2 separate regions of the Mus musculus genome follow, and region 1 is linked to region 2. Evidence: chromatin contacts called from public Micro-C data. All regions are on one chromosome and are shown on one strand. Each heading gives the region's core, a stretch centred on a gene start, on an enhancer-like site or on the middle of the called end of the contact. The rest is flanking DNA. Distances are from core to core; before and after follow the strand shown.

Region 1 (5,245 bases), core at 1,556-4,055, 220 kb before region 2:
GCCATAAATCCTGGCACTGAGAAGGCAGAGACAGGTAGCTAGGGTCTAGCCAGGGCTACACAATAAAACCCTGGGGCGGGGGGGGGGGGGAGTAGTTCCTCTTTTGGAGCTGTTGAGAAAGCATTTAAGAGCATTGTTCAAGAAGTCCTAGGTTCAATACTCAGCACCCATATGGCACCTCATAAACACCTGTAACTACAGTTTTAGGGGTTGGCTGCTCTCTTGCTCTCTTCTAGGCCCTCTGTGGGCACTGGGCACCCACATGGTGACAGACATACATGTAGACAAAACACTCACACAAATTAAATGAATACATTTGGAGTTACCAAGTTGGGGGATATGGTTCAGTTGGTACAGCGCATGCTGGCCATGCACAAGGACCTTAGGTTCAATCACTGCTACTATAAACAAATACATTTGAATCAACTAAAAAGGACTAACATTAGAAAATGAGTTCCGGGCTGGAGAGATGGCTCAGTGGTTATGAGCACTGACTGCTCTTCTGAAGGTCCTGAGTTCAAATCCCAGAAACCACATGGTGGCTCACAACCATCTGTAATGAGATCTAATTCCCTCTTCTGGTGTGCCTGAAGACAGCTACAGTGTACTTACATGTAATAATAAAGAAATCTTTGGGCCAGAGCAAGTGGGGCCAGAGTGAGCAGAGGTCCTGAGTTCAATTCCCAGCCAACTACATGATGGCTCACAACCATCTGTACAGCTACAGTGTACTACTCATATACATAAAATAAATAAATCTTTTTTAAAAAAGAAAGAAAGAAAAAAATGGTTCCTTGGTCACACAGGCTGCATATCAAGGGCTTAGAAGCCAGCAAAGGCTCTTGGGGCCCCTGCAAAGATCTACAGAGAAGATATTTCAGCCATCCTTTCTACTTAACTCTAGATCATTAGCATAAACTACACAGAGAAGGGTCTCTTTGCATGAGCTTGCCTCTCCCTCTTAAATTAGGGTGTGACTTTTCCTGGAAGGCTTATATCGCATAGTCTACAAAAGCTGTCCTGCTCCTTGTCCCCACCCAGAACTTACTCATGTGCAAGTAATAATGTAAGCAAAAATGATCCCAAAAAACAAAACTGGATGGAATTTAAGGAGGAGTGTGACTGCCACCAAGTCATGAAGTGAGTACAGGACTGTAGGTTCTCAGCTTGTGGGCCAAGACCCTTTCATACGGGTCCCACATCAGCTATCCTTCATGTCAGACATTTACGTTATGGTTCAAAACAGTAGCAAAATTATACTTAGGAAGTAGCAACAACAATAACAATATGGTTGGGGGTGGTCACTGCGTTAAAGGGTGGCAGCACGGGTGTGTGTGTGTGTGTGTGTGAGAGAGAAGCACTGTAGAGGGACATGCAGAAATACAAACAGCATTCAATCACTTCCAGTAGAGATTTTGCTATTTTTACATTAGGGATGTCAAAAGCAGGTCATGAAATAAACTGCCGGAATGATAATAGTACCAGAAAGATATATTCCCATGCAGTTTGAACTCGGTGCTTTAACCTAATCTTAGTCTCCTTGTGTTCTTCATGAAATGGTTAATTTTGCCTAATTTTAAAGCTCTCATGCTTTTTAATGGCATCAAATCTCTTCAGTCTAGGCCATTTTAGCTTTCCCTGTATTATCACTAAAATGCCTCTGCTGTTATATTTTCGTCTGGGAAACAGACAAAAACTTCTAGATATTGCAGCACCCACAAAAAGACTGAATCCAGTTGGCCAATGGAGATTAAAAAAAGAAAGAAAGTAAAACAAAAACCTCCAGGTTTTACTTGAAGATGCTAGAAACTGTTAAGTAAGCCCTAAGTGCGGCGTGCTCCTCCTCTGTCCCCTCCCCCAAATCCAAGAATACTAGTTTGACTTCAGCAGTTCTGATGTCAGCGATTTGCTACAGCGAGGGCATTGCTTGGGTGAGCACAGGACCAACCGAGCGCCAAGTCAGGACTCCTGGAGTCTGACTCACTGCAGAGGCTGGAGGAAGTCGTTCCTACCGCCCCTGTATCGCCCCTCAGTTTTGCGAAGAGAAGAGTAGGGTGGCGCTAAAGTCAGTTTGCATCCATTCATTTCAGGTGAGAAAACCTAAAGAGGACAGAAAGAGAGGAAAGAGAGAGGGAGAGAGCGAGAGAGCTAGTTGAGAGCAAAGAAATTTCAAGGGTTCCACAAGTCAGCCTCGTTGTACCTAGGAGTGTGGGTACTGTCAATGCATCAGAGGTTTAGGGGTCTTTAACTCCTTTGGAGTTTCCCCAGTTACTTCCCTCACCTGTCAATCAAAATCCACCCAGCAGTTGACGGAAGAATTAGGGCGTGGTGGTTTATACCTTTAATCCCAGCTTTAGGGAGATAAAGGCAGAGGCAGGCGAGTCTCTGTGAGTTCCAGGCCAACCTGGTCTACATAGTGAGACCTTGCCTCAACAAACAAGCAAAAAAGAGTGGCTTTGCCTTCCCCCTTGGGTCCGCACCTGGGGCTGTCTCGCCCGGGGGAGGAGGAGGGGGTGGCTGAGAGGCGGTGATTAGTCACTGGCTGCGGCGCTCACACCTTTTATTCTGTCTCTTCCCGCAGTTGCCTCTCTGCATTTGGACAGATTCTTCGAACGCCAGCTCAGAAGCTGGGCCGGAGGACAACGCGGCTTCAAGGAGCAGGGGTCTGCGAGTAAGTCCAGGTGAGTAGGAACCGGGGCCAGGAGGACCTGCCCGCGCCGCAGCGCGCACGCGCGGCGCCCGGAACCCACGCTCGTCCCCGCTGCGGGCCCGCGCTCGGAAGAGGGCGGCAGCGCGCAGGGAGCGGGAGGCGCGCGAGGCCGGCGGGCAGAAGCCGCGAGCCTCGCAGCAGCACGGACCCGAGAGCCGCCGCTGCCGCCACCGGCACACTCGGTACGGGGTGCGGGGGAGAGCCAGAGGGGCCCGGGCGCATGCGACCCTCGGCTCTGCAAACTTTGTGCGGGTGCTCGGCGACCTCGGGGCGCGGGGCGGGAGAGGCTGGGATCCCCGAACCCAAGCCGGCAGGCGTCAGCATGCACCCCGCGACCGGCCCCGCCACCCCCTGGAAACACTTGGCTTTCTGCTATGCCAAGAACTCAACTTGAGCGTCTCTCCTCGGTGTTAGATTGGTGTGCACCATGCTCACATCTGACTCTTATTTCTCCTAAGTATCCTTGCTCTGGAGCGAAGTTGAATTGTACTGGGCTTGGGGTAGGGAAGGGAGCCGAGTGGTGTAGCCGCCTTAGGATTGTATAACTACCTTCTATTGAAGTGGATGTTGCCAGTGGCATCGGCTAATGTTATGGTAACTGGGCATCTTAGAGGCAAGAGAAGGCGGGGTGTTTTACCAGTAGTCTCCCGGTCTAATAATACTAAAAACAATACCTCATACTTTCCACTCAGGAGAGCCCCACGGCATTTGGTTTACGTTCTCTGGGTAGTTTTCAGTGAAGTTTCTAAGAGGTAGGTGGAGAGCTGTGCTTTCCCGATTTGTAGATGTAAAAAACGGAGGCAAGGATTCGGATTCTTAACTGACTTTAATGAAATGTGGACCAAGAGTTTTAACGCAGTTTCCTGCAGTTCTTGCTCCAAAAAGTACCAACTTTGAAGTTTAATGGGATACCAGAACATCCTCCCTGAGGACAATGAAAGGTCAGAGAGGCCAAGGGACAGTGGTCTGCAGCCGCAGGCCTCAGCTACAAAGCCGGGTCCCTCCAACAAGATGCAACTCTTTGGGTGTTGTATGTATTCTTTGCAAAGTTGTGTTTAGGGCTGCAATTTGCTGTTGTCTTTTGTGGACTCATAAAGGGCATTTAGTCTCGGTTTCCTTGAGAAACAGAGGAGTGAGGCACCCCCAGAGTGAGGCACCACTTCTTCCTTGCTGGAGACACCTTAAGAATTCCCATGAGGTCAGACGAGGGCCGAGAGTTCCCGGGAGGAGGGAGGAAGGAGCCCTGCACAGGCGGCTTGACACATGGGCCCCACTCCTGCCTCCAGCTCTGACTCACCTACTGACGCTTGGGGGAGGAGAATAGCTGCTTGGTATTTTTGGCTTTCCCCCATAAAACGGGAGACAGTTGGCTTCATTCGAGTCTTCTCAGCATCCTTTTCGAGAGCGCCGCGCCGCTGAGCTTAGTCCTCCTCTCGGAAGGAAACCTTTGATACTGGCTGACTGCAGGTATGCATTCTGTGAGATCCCTTAATAGAGCTGCACACAGATTTACTGCTGGAGCTTCTAAATCGGGGAAATCCTTCAAGACTTTGGGATTGAAATTAGGGTTAAGAGAAATCTTTGAATTAGATGTATACCTTTGCATGAGGAATTTCTTTTCCTTTTTTTAACAAGATGGATTAAAAATATTTTCCCAGCATCACAAAAAAAGGCTTGGCTCATTCCATCTGAAAAATTAGGACTTTATAGATCAGGTCATTGTCTTCCTTTAATCTTCAAAAGAATGGCTGTCTGTGTGTCTTTCTGTTGGCTTGTATCTTGTAGACTCTTCCCAGCGTTTTAATAAGATGTGTATTTGCATAAGTGACTTGCTAACAAAATCATTTTAGAGTGGATCCGGTTTATAGCAATTTGGTTTCTGTCTAGAACAGGTAGCATGCTTTTTAGGTAAAATCATGTTAACTCTGCCAGCACCTTACTATCTCTCTGAGCAACAGGCAGAAGGATCTCACAAACAACTTGAAAGGAGCTGGGTCGTTGTGATGCTTGGTTTTACTCCCAGGTGCAGAATGGAAACTTCCCTATTAATACACAAACACGACAGGCACGCACGACCAACAGCAGCGGATTGTCTTTGCACAGAGAAGACACAAGAGGGAGTGGAAGGCAGAAGAGTTGCTAAAGCAACCGATGGCCTGGGTATAAACTTACAGGGCTCGCATTTAAGGTGGTAGCTTCATTATTTATGATCGCTTCCCTGGGGTGACACAACAGAAAGGAAAGCGTTAATGGAGGAGGGTGCCGCAGCTCAGCTGGAGTCAATGGCAGGAAAAGGGTTCATCTGACAAGTTCATGTCAGCAGGGCATGACTTTGCATAGCAAACATTTACTAAGGAGTTTTGCTGTTCTAAAGGCACCGGGCTGGGTGCTGAGGTAAGAAAGCAAATGAGGGTCACGACCTTAGACACGACCTTAGACACGACCTTAGACACCTAGTAATAGTGAGAGGAGTGCTCTTTTCCTGGGATCGGAGCCTGTTTTTTGGTACTCGATGAAGGAATAAACTGAATGGGT
Region 2 (6,124 bases), core at 3,171-5,670:
TGATCAAATATTACATTGTTTTTGGAGTTTTAGCAAAGCGTTCTCAAATATGCGCTCTCTCAAGTTGAACAGGACACTTGCAAAGCAGGTATGCTTAAAAAATAATCCACAGCCCCGCCTCTAAAATAAAACCCATCAAGGAAGAGTAATTTCAGTATTGGGAGTAAGACAATGCTCCCAAATACTCTGTTTGCCTGTAAGATTGCATCTCTCTGATACAGAGAGGCCACCTGGGAGGTAGCAGTTCTCCCTGATTTCAAGTTTGGACTGAGAATAGACATGCTTCTGGTTTCTCAAAACTGCAAGCACAGCTTGCATTATAAACACGGCACGAGGGTATCTCCCAGGCTTTTAAAAAAATGTTGTTTTAACTTCACTGTTACTTTTTCTTGCTTGTTAAATAGGTGACTTAGAATGAGAACTGTCATTGAAATGAAGAGACTAAGAAAGTCTCTAAGAATCATAAGAGACCAAGTCTCATAAGGCACAGCACAGATCAAAAGTATTAAAGGAACAATACAAGTATGTATATGAGTTATTTAATGCAGCTATAGAAACAATTCTTCACTACATGTTGATATATAATATACACAAACATATACACACAATATATTAGCTTAACAAGACATCAAAAAGCAAAGAGAAAATTGGGTTCAGATGAAACAATAAAAATTGGTGTTGAAGCTGAGGCCAAATTAGATACAGTGGTAAAACAATTATTTTTTTCAATGGTGCCTGAAAAAAATCAATTAGTTTGTTTAACGCGTTAAAAATCTCCAGCAATCAAGGGAGATATTGTATAGCATTTGAATTGTGGCTATTTCAGCAAGCCTTTGCTATCGGATTCGTGAGAAGCCAGGCTTTCGAATGAGATGTTTTTGTGAATTGTAAACGTTCACATTAATGGTACATAAATTAACTAATTCCTCAAGCATTTATTAAGGCCCAGAAAGTAGAACAACATAATGAAATAGTAAGAAAAAAAGCAGAGGAACTGCGTTCCAGTGTCAGACCTGGAGAATTCATCCTGAGCAGGAGGAAAACACGGCAATCAACATTTTAAACATAACCACGTAAATAACAGCGATCGTCTAAAAGCTCATTGTTGGTTAACATTTCCACAGATATTTTTAGGGTGGAAAAACATTTCTAACAGATACGAACCATAGCTTCAAAAGTTAGAGAAAACAGTATTTGGGTTTTAAAAATTACCACTGTATCGCTTTAACAGATCGTTTGGCCATTTTTCCTTTGTTTAGCTTCTTTACCGGTTATTCTACGTACCTAAAAAAAACCTAGCATAAGAGTGTGTTCTAAACGTGAGTGGTTCCGTGAAAAGGGGAATTAACAGCGAGATGATTAAGAAAAAAGAAAAACAAAACAAAAGAAAAACCGTTGAGACAAAACCTTCAGGCCCTGAATTAAAAATATTTGAATTGGGGGTTAAGATGGCGTAGTTATATCTTAAAAAACAAAAAAAAAAAAAAAAAACCTGAAAAACTAAAAAAAAAAAAACTTCTCGGATCCCAGAATGCCCCGCATATTCCCTACGGAAGAGAGCTCTGAGGCCCAGGTAAAGAGTTATTGGGAAATACAGTTTCCTCCCTAGGAGAAACTCGCTGTAGCGAGGAGCGCTCGGCCTTTGTAGAGCCAGCGCAGGTGTCAAAAGCAAACCCACAGTGGCCACAACGTCCAGCCCGCTCCTTCCTCAAGGGTGACTTTGCTTCCCAGGAGCAGAGACTCTCTGGGTCCCGGCTCGCGGGGAACCAGGGGCCTTGGTCCCTAGGTGGCCCACCAGGTCTCCTAAGCCCCTGGGGCACACCAGCCTCCGACCCGCAGCCGGGGAGCGCGCGACACCGCCGTTTGCAACCCTCCACTCTGGCCAGGTTCTTCCAGCCAGGGTAAAGGCGACCAGGCGCGCCACCGAGTGACCCTCCTCCCCCGCACACCTTTCTTTTCTTTCTGACTTACAGGGGAACAAGGGGGTGGAGCGGGAAGAGAAAAACAAAAGAGAGTGCCCGGTACCCTGCAGTCGGCTGCGCGGTGACCTGCGAGCCGCTAGCAATTTCTTGAAAAATTACTTTAATAAAGTCAGACGCTCCAGGCCCAGGGGAGGGAAGGCGGCACCAGCTTGCGAATGGGACAGAGCTTCAGGGTGTGCCCTGGGTCCTCACCCCAGCTAGAGTCTGGGCTCCTCTCCTTCTGCTCCCCATGGCTTGGGGGTGGGAAGAAGGCCCAGGTCCTAAGACCCCCGACTCAGAGACTCTGCGCCCGCAGAGCTCTGCGGGTGTCGGCTTCCCAGAGCAGCGCGGGGACCTGGGGGTGCGTCCCGTACCTCCGCGCGTGTGTCCGGCGAGCACCCCCTCCTGCGTTTTGATTTCCTTCCCTTTCTAAGCCGAGTTTACAACTTCACCAATGAATAACCCGCCTCTCTTTTCAACCTAATCACGTTTTGTGTACTTTCTGTTGATGATTTATAGGAATAAATTAATAACACCCCAACTCCACGTGCTGCAGTTTATGTTACATCTCCGCTCTGTCCAGCCCGGGGTGGGGACCACGGTGGAGAGGCGCCCTCGGCCTCCCGGGCTTCCCTAAGTCGGCTCCGAGGCGAACTAGACAGTGGCTCTCAGGAGGAAGGACCTAGGCCCCAGGGGGCTGGCGACGGGATGCCGGGTCCCTGAGCCAGGCCCCAGGATAAATTTTCTGCCAGCCTGCCGTCCCAAACCTTCCGAGGGGCTCGGTACCTCAGTCTGTACCCTCTACCCCTGACACCATCCAGGCCGCTAAACTCAGCCAGAGGGGGAAAAAAAAAATCATTGCTACGTGGAGAAACAGCAACGAAAGAAACCCAAGCTTTTAAATTAGAGCAAAATCATTTTAGGGGTTAAAAAAACAAAAAAAACAAAAAACTTTTAGAAGTCCTCCAGATTGCCTTGGCTAGAGGGCGAGCGGCCGGGTCCCCAAAGCGCAAATTCAAATGCAAGGTCATATCCCACCCCAAGCGCGCGCTGCAGGAGAGGAAGCCGAGCCAGGGAGGCCGCCACAGTCACTCCGGAACTCTGAAACTTTGAAGCCGCAGGGCTTAAGAGTCAGAGGCCACGCGAGGGGCTCCTTTCTGAAGCCAAGTGGCCCCGGAGCGACGCGCAGTCTAAGGGAGCCGCTTGGCTCCTTGGATAATTAGTAACTAGCTGTCAAAGCGTAGGCCCGGGCGAGAGGACCGGCAAGTGATCCCAGCCACCGGAGGGACCGCCAGCCAGCCTGGGCTCCCCTAAGCCTGCTGGGGTGTCGTTAGTGAGATGCGTACACGCCCACCTCTGCAAAAGGGCATGGTGGTCTTAGGAGCACCTATTCTCTCTCCCTTTGTTCATGGTTTCTTTTGCCCGGCACTGGTGACCCTACAACAAACTTTCCACTTTATAATTCTAAACTTGGCTCTGTAAGGACACAATCAGAGAACTTGCTTCCCAGGCCTCGGCCACTGATGCTGCCAGGTCTTTTGCAGAGAACTGCAGATCGCAGGGATTAATACGTGGCTTGGGGTTTGGGAAGTTTGGTGGGTCCGGGGGCAATTGCAGCCTTTTCGCTGCACCCACCAGCCCCTCTGGTCATGTGACCTAAGGCTCCGCACCTTCGGTTCTCGTGACTGGGTACCACCAACAAAGTGCCTGGGTCCAGGCTGCCCGCATAGGTGGAGGCAGACGAAGCCTGGGGGTTCCAGGTCGCCCGGTGGAGGGCCAGGTTCAATAGTTAGCAGAGAAGCGGAGTGCCCCCGGGCTATTTTTCCCGTGGGGAAGGGGCTTGGGGAGAGCAGTGTACACCTCATGCCTCCGGTGAGGGGCCGGGGACTCCAGAGACTGCTCGGGCTCCAGGGCGTACCTCGCTCGCTTGCCTACCTGAGCATCCGGTCCACCTCGGCCCGCTGCTCCGCGGCCTCCTCGGTGTTGAGCGCCTGGAGCTCTTTGAGGATGGGAGGAGTGTCATAGTCGTCGCCGTCCTCTGAGCCCTCGTCCCCAGACAAGCGGCCCTTGGCGTGGCCATTGGTGAGAGTATGGAAAACCGGCTTGGTGTCGAGATCCGCCCCGCTCCCGGGGGACAGGGGCAGTGTCTCCAGCTTCACCCCGAAATTCGGGGACGGCAGTAACTCCTCCAAGGCCTGGATCAGCACTTCCTTGGTGACTCCGGAGCTCAGCAGGGCACTCAGGAGTTCTTGCTGGAGCGACGTGAGCTTGGACACCATTTTCCAAGGACGGAAAAAGAAGGGGTTGAGGGGATGGGTGGGTGTGAGAGAGGAGGGTGGAGGGGAGTTTTACAAGAGAACTCCAAGTCCTGGAACCCCTCCACCCTTTAGCTTTCAGACACCTGTTACTCTCTGGGGTCCCGGAGACTCCTCCGAGAGGAGTCAGAAAACTTCTAACTTGCCATGATCTCCACCATTAGGCCATATAAGATATGCAAATGAGTGGGAAGGGCTCAGCTTTCGGCAAGATGCAAATGGTGGTGGGGAGGGGGGAAAAACCGAGAAAGTGGGAGAACCTAAGGGACAGTCCAACGGAGCGAGAGACTTGGGCCGGGATTGGGACTTGCCAGAGCCCATTCTACTCACGCTGGGGGGCTCCAAATCTTCTCTACCGATTCTGTTTATCAGCCAAACTTTAGGTGACCTTTGGACTGGTAAAGCAAGCGGCTTGCAGCCTGGGCTGGGTGGGGGTGGGGGACCTTTCCACTAGCGACAGGTTCGGCTTTAGTCCAGAAAGAAGAAACTGCGCTTCGGGGGTTCAGGTGAGAGAGCTGGACAAAGTTGGGGTGCCTTGGCAAGGGGGAGGGGGGGAGGGTGAGGAGAGCAGAAAGCCTCCAGGTTGTCTGCAGGTAGCAAGCCTGGAGATGTAGTCAGATGGTGGCGAATCAGATTCTTTGGGAATGGGCGCCAGGAATAAGAGTGGCTTTAGGCGCGGTTACAACGAATTGGAGGGACCCCATTTCTTTTTACCTCGGTTACTGCTCTCCAGGTCCTCCTCAGCTCCGCCTGGTAGTTTGGATTTGCCGGATTCCTGACCAGGACCGCGCGTTGTTAACGTGCTAGAGGCCTGCGGGACCCTTGAAAGGAGACGCCGATTCGTTTATGGCCAGAGGGAGTAGCGAAAGTGGAGCTCTGCCGCTGCAGGGCTCACCAGCTACCTGCCCCGCCAAGCCAAGGGGGAGCAGGACACCTGGAGCTCGCCTTCTGCCTAAACCCGGAACCCAACAGCGCCTGAGCTCTGCACCCAAAACTAGGGCTACGGAGTCTCCTTTCTAGTAGTGAATGTGTAGATTGACCTGTGGCTGGACCGACTGTTGCAGCTCTGGATTACCCAGGACCACTGTTTTGGTTCTTAATTCTAGGAAGTCCGTTGTACCGGGAGTTAAGAATCGCGCTCTATAAACACAAGTTCACTGTGGTGGTGGCAGGAGTCTTGTATGCCACCTAGAGCAGGCACCCCTAAAGCCACTGAAGAAAAAAAAATGTTTTTTCCCCCACCCAGGTCTGGTCCGGAAGGAAGCTCTGAGCCTTTCGGCACAGCACGGCAGGAGTTTCTGCCACATCTCCCCTGGGACCCGGAGAGGAAGCAAGGAGGCACAAGCCGCACCCAGACCTCCAGGCAGGGACCTGAGCTGCAGGGAAGGAAACTGCTTACACACACACACATACACACACACACACACACACACACACACACACACGCACACGCACACGCACACGCACACGCACACGCACACGCACACGCACACGCACACGCACACGCACACGCACACGCACAGGCACACACATTTCCCCAGGGTAGAGGCGGTTTTGAACCTCGGTTCTCTCATTTGTGAAATATATTCCTAATATCCAGGATACAGAAAAGCTGTAGACACGGAAGAAGACCACCTGTGCAAAGCTGGCTAACACCTGTGTACACACTTCCCCTGTCTGCGAAGATGGCAGGCCTGTTCCCAGTGGTTTGGAAGCTTAAGGTTCTCAGCATCCGGGCATTAGGGTTGGAAGAACTGGACAAAGAAAGACAAACGGTCAGAACCATCAGCAGGGTAAAGGAACTTCTAAGTACATTCTAAGTACATTGTTTTACTGCATGCACTTTCA

The links. A called contact is a pair of places that touch in the nucleus more often than the background predicts.
Region 1: a Micro-C map of embryonic stem cells shows a contact between it and region 2, with 2.0 times the contacts expected there. The contact joins the promoter of Dusp14 here to the promoter of Hnf1b in region 2. A contact is called at or near these places in 5 of 39 promoter capture datasets (the 3T3-L1 cell line, embryonic stem cells, hematopoietic stem and progenitor cells and 2 more), 7 of 484 Hi-C or Micro-C datasets (LSK cells, embryonic stem cells, granulocyte-monocyte progenitors and 1 more), 2 of 115 datasets of contacts at active chromatin or transcription factors (embryonic stem cells and pancreatic cancer cells) and 2 of 9 other capture datasets (adipose tissue and pancreatic islet).

The regions. Positions count from the first base shown.
Region 1 is chr11:84,065,917-84,071,161 of GRCm38.p6, reverse strand. Dusp14 (dual specificity phosphatase 14) reads left to right here and starts at 2,805. Exons shown (of 3, transcript NM_019819.3): 1 at 2,805-2,892.
Region 2 is chr11:83,849,165-83,855,288 of GRCm38.p6, reverse strand. It overlaps Hnf1b (HNF1 homeobox B), which reads right to left and starts at 4,420. Exons shown (of 9, transcript NM_009330.3): 1 at 3,897-4,420. The coding sequence starts at 4,240. Gm12576 (a long non-coding RNA gene) reads left to right here and starts at 4,658. Exons shown (of 4, transcript XR_388929.3): 1 at 4,658-4,782; 2 at 5,010-6,069.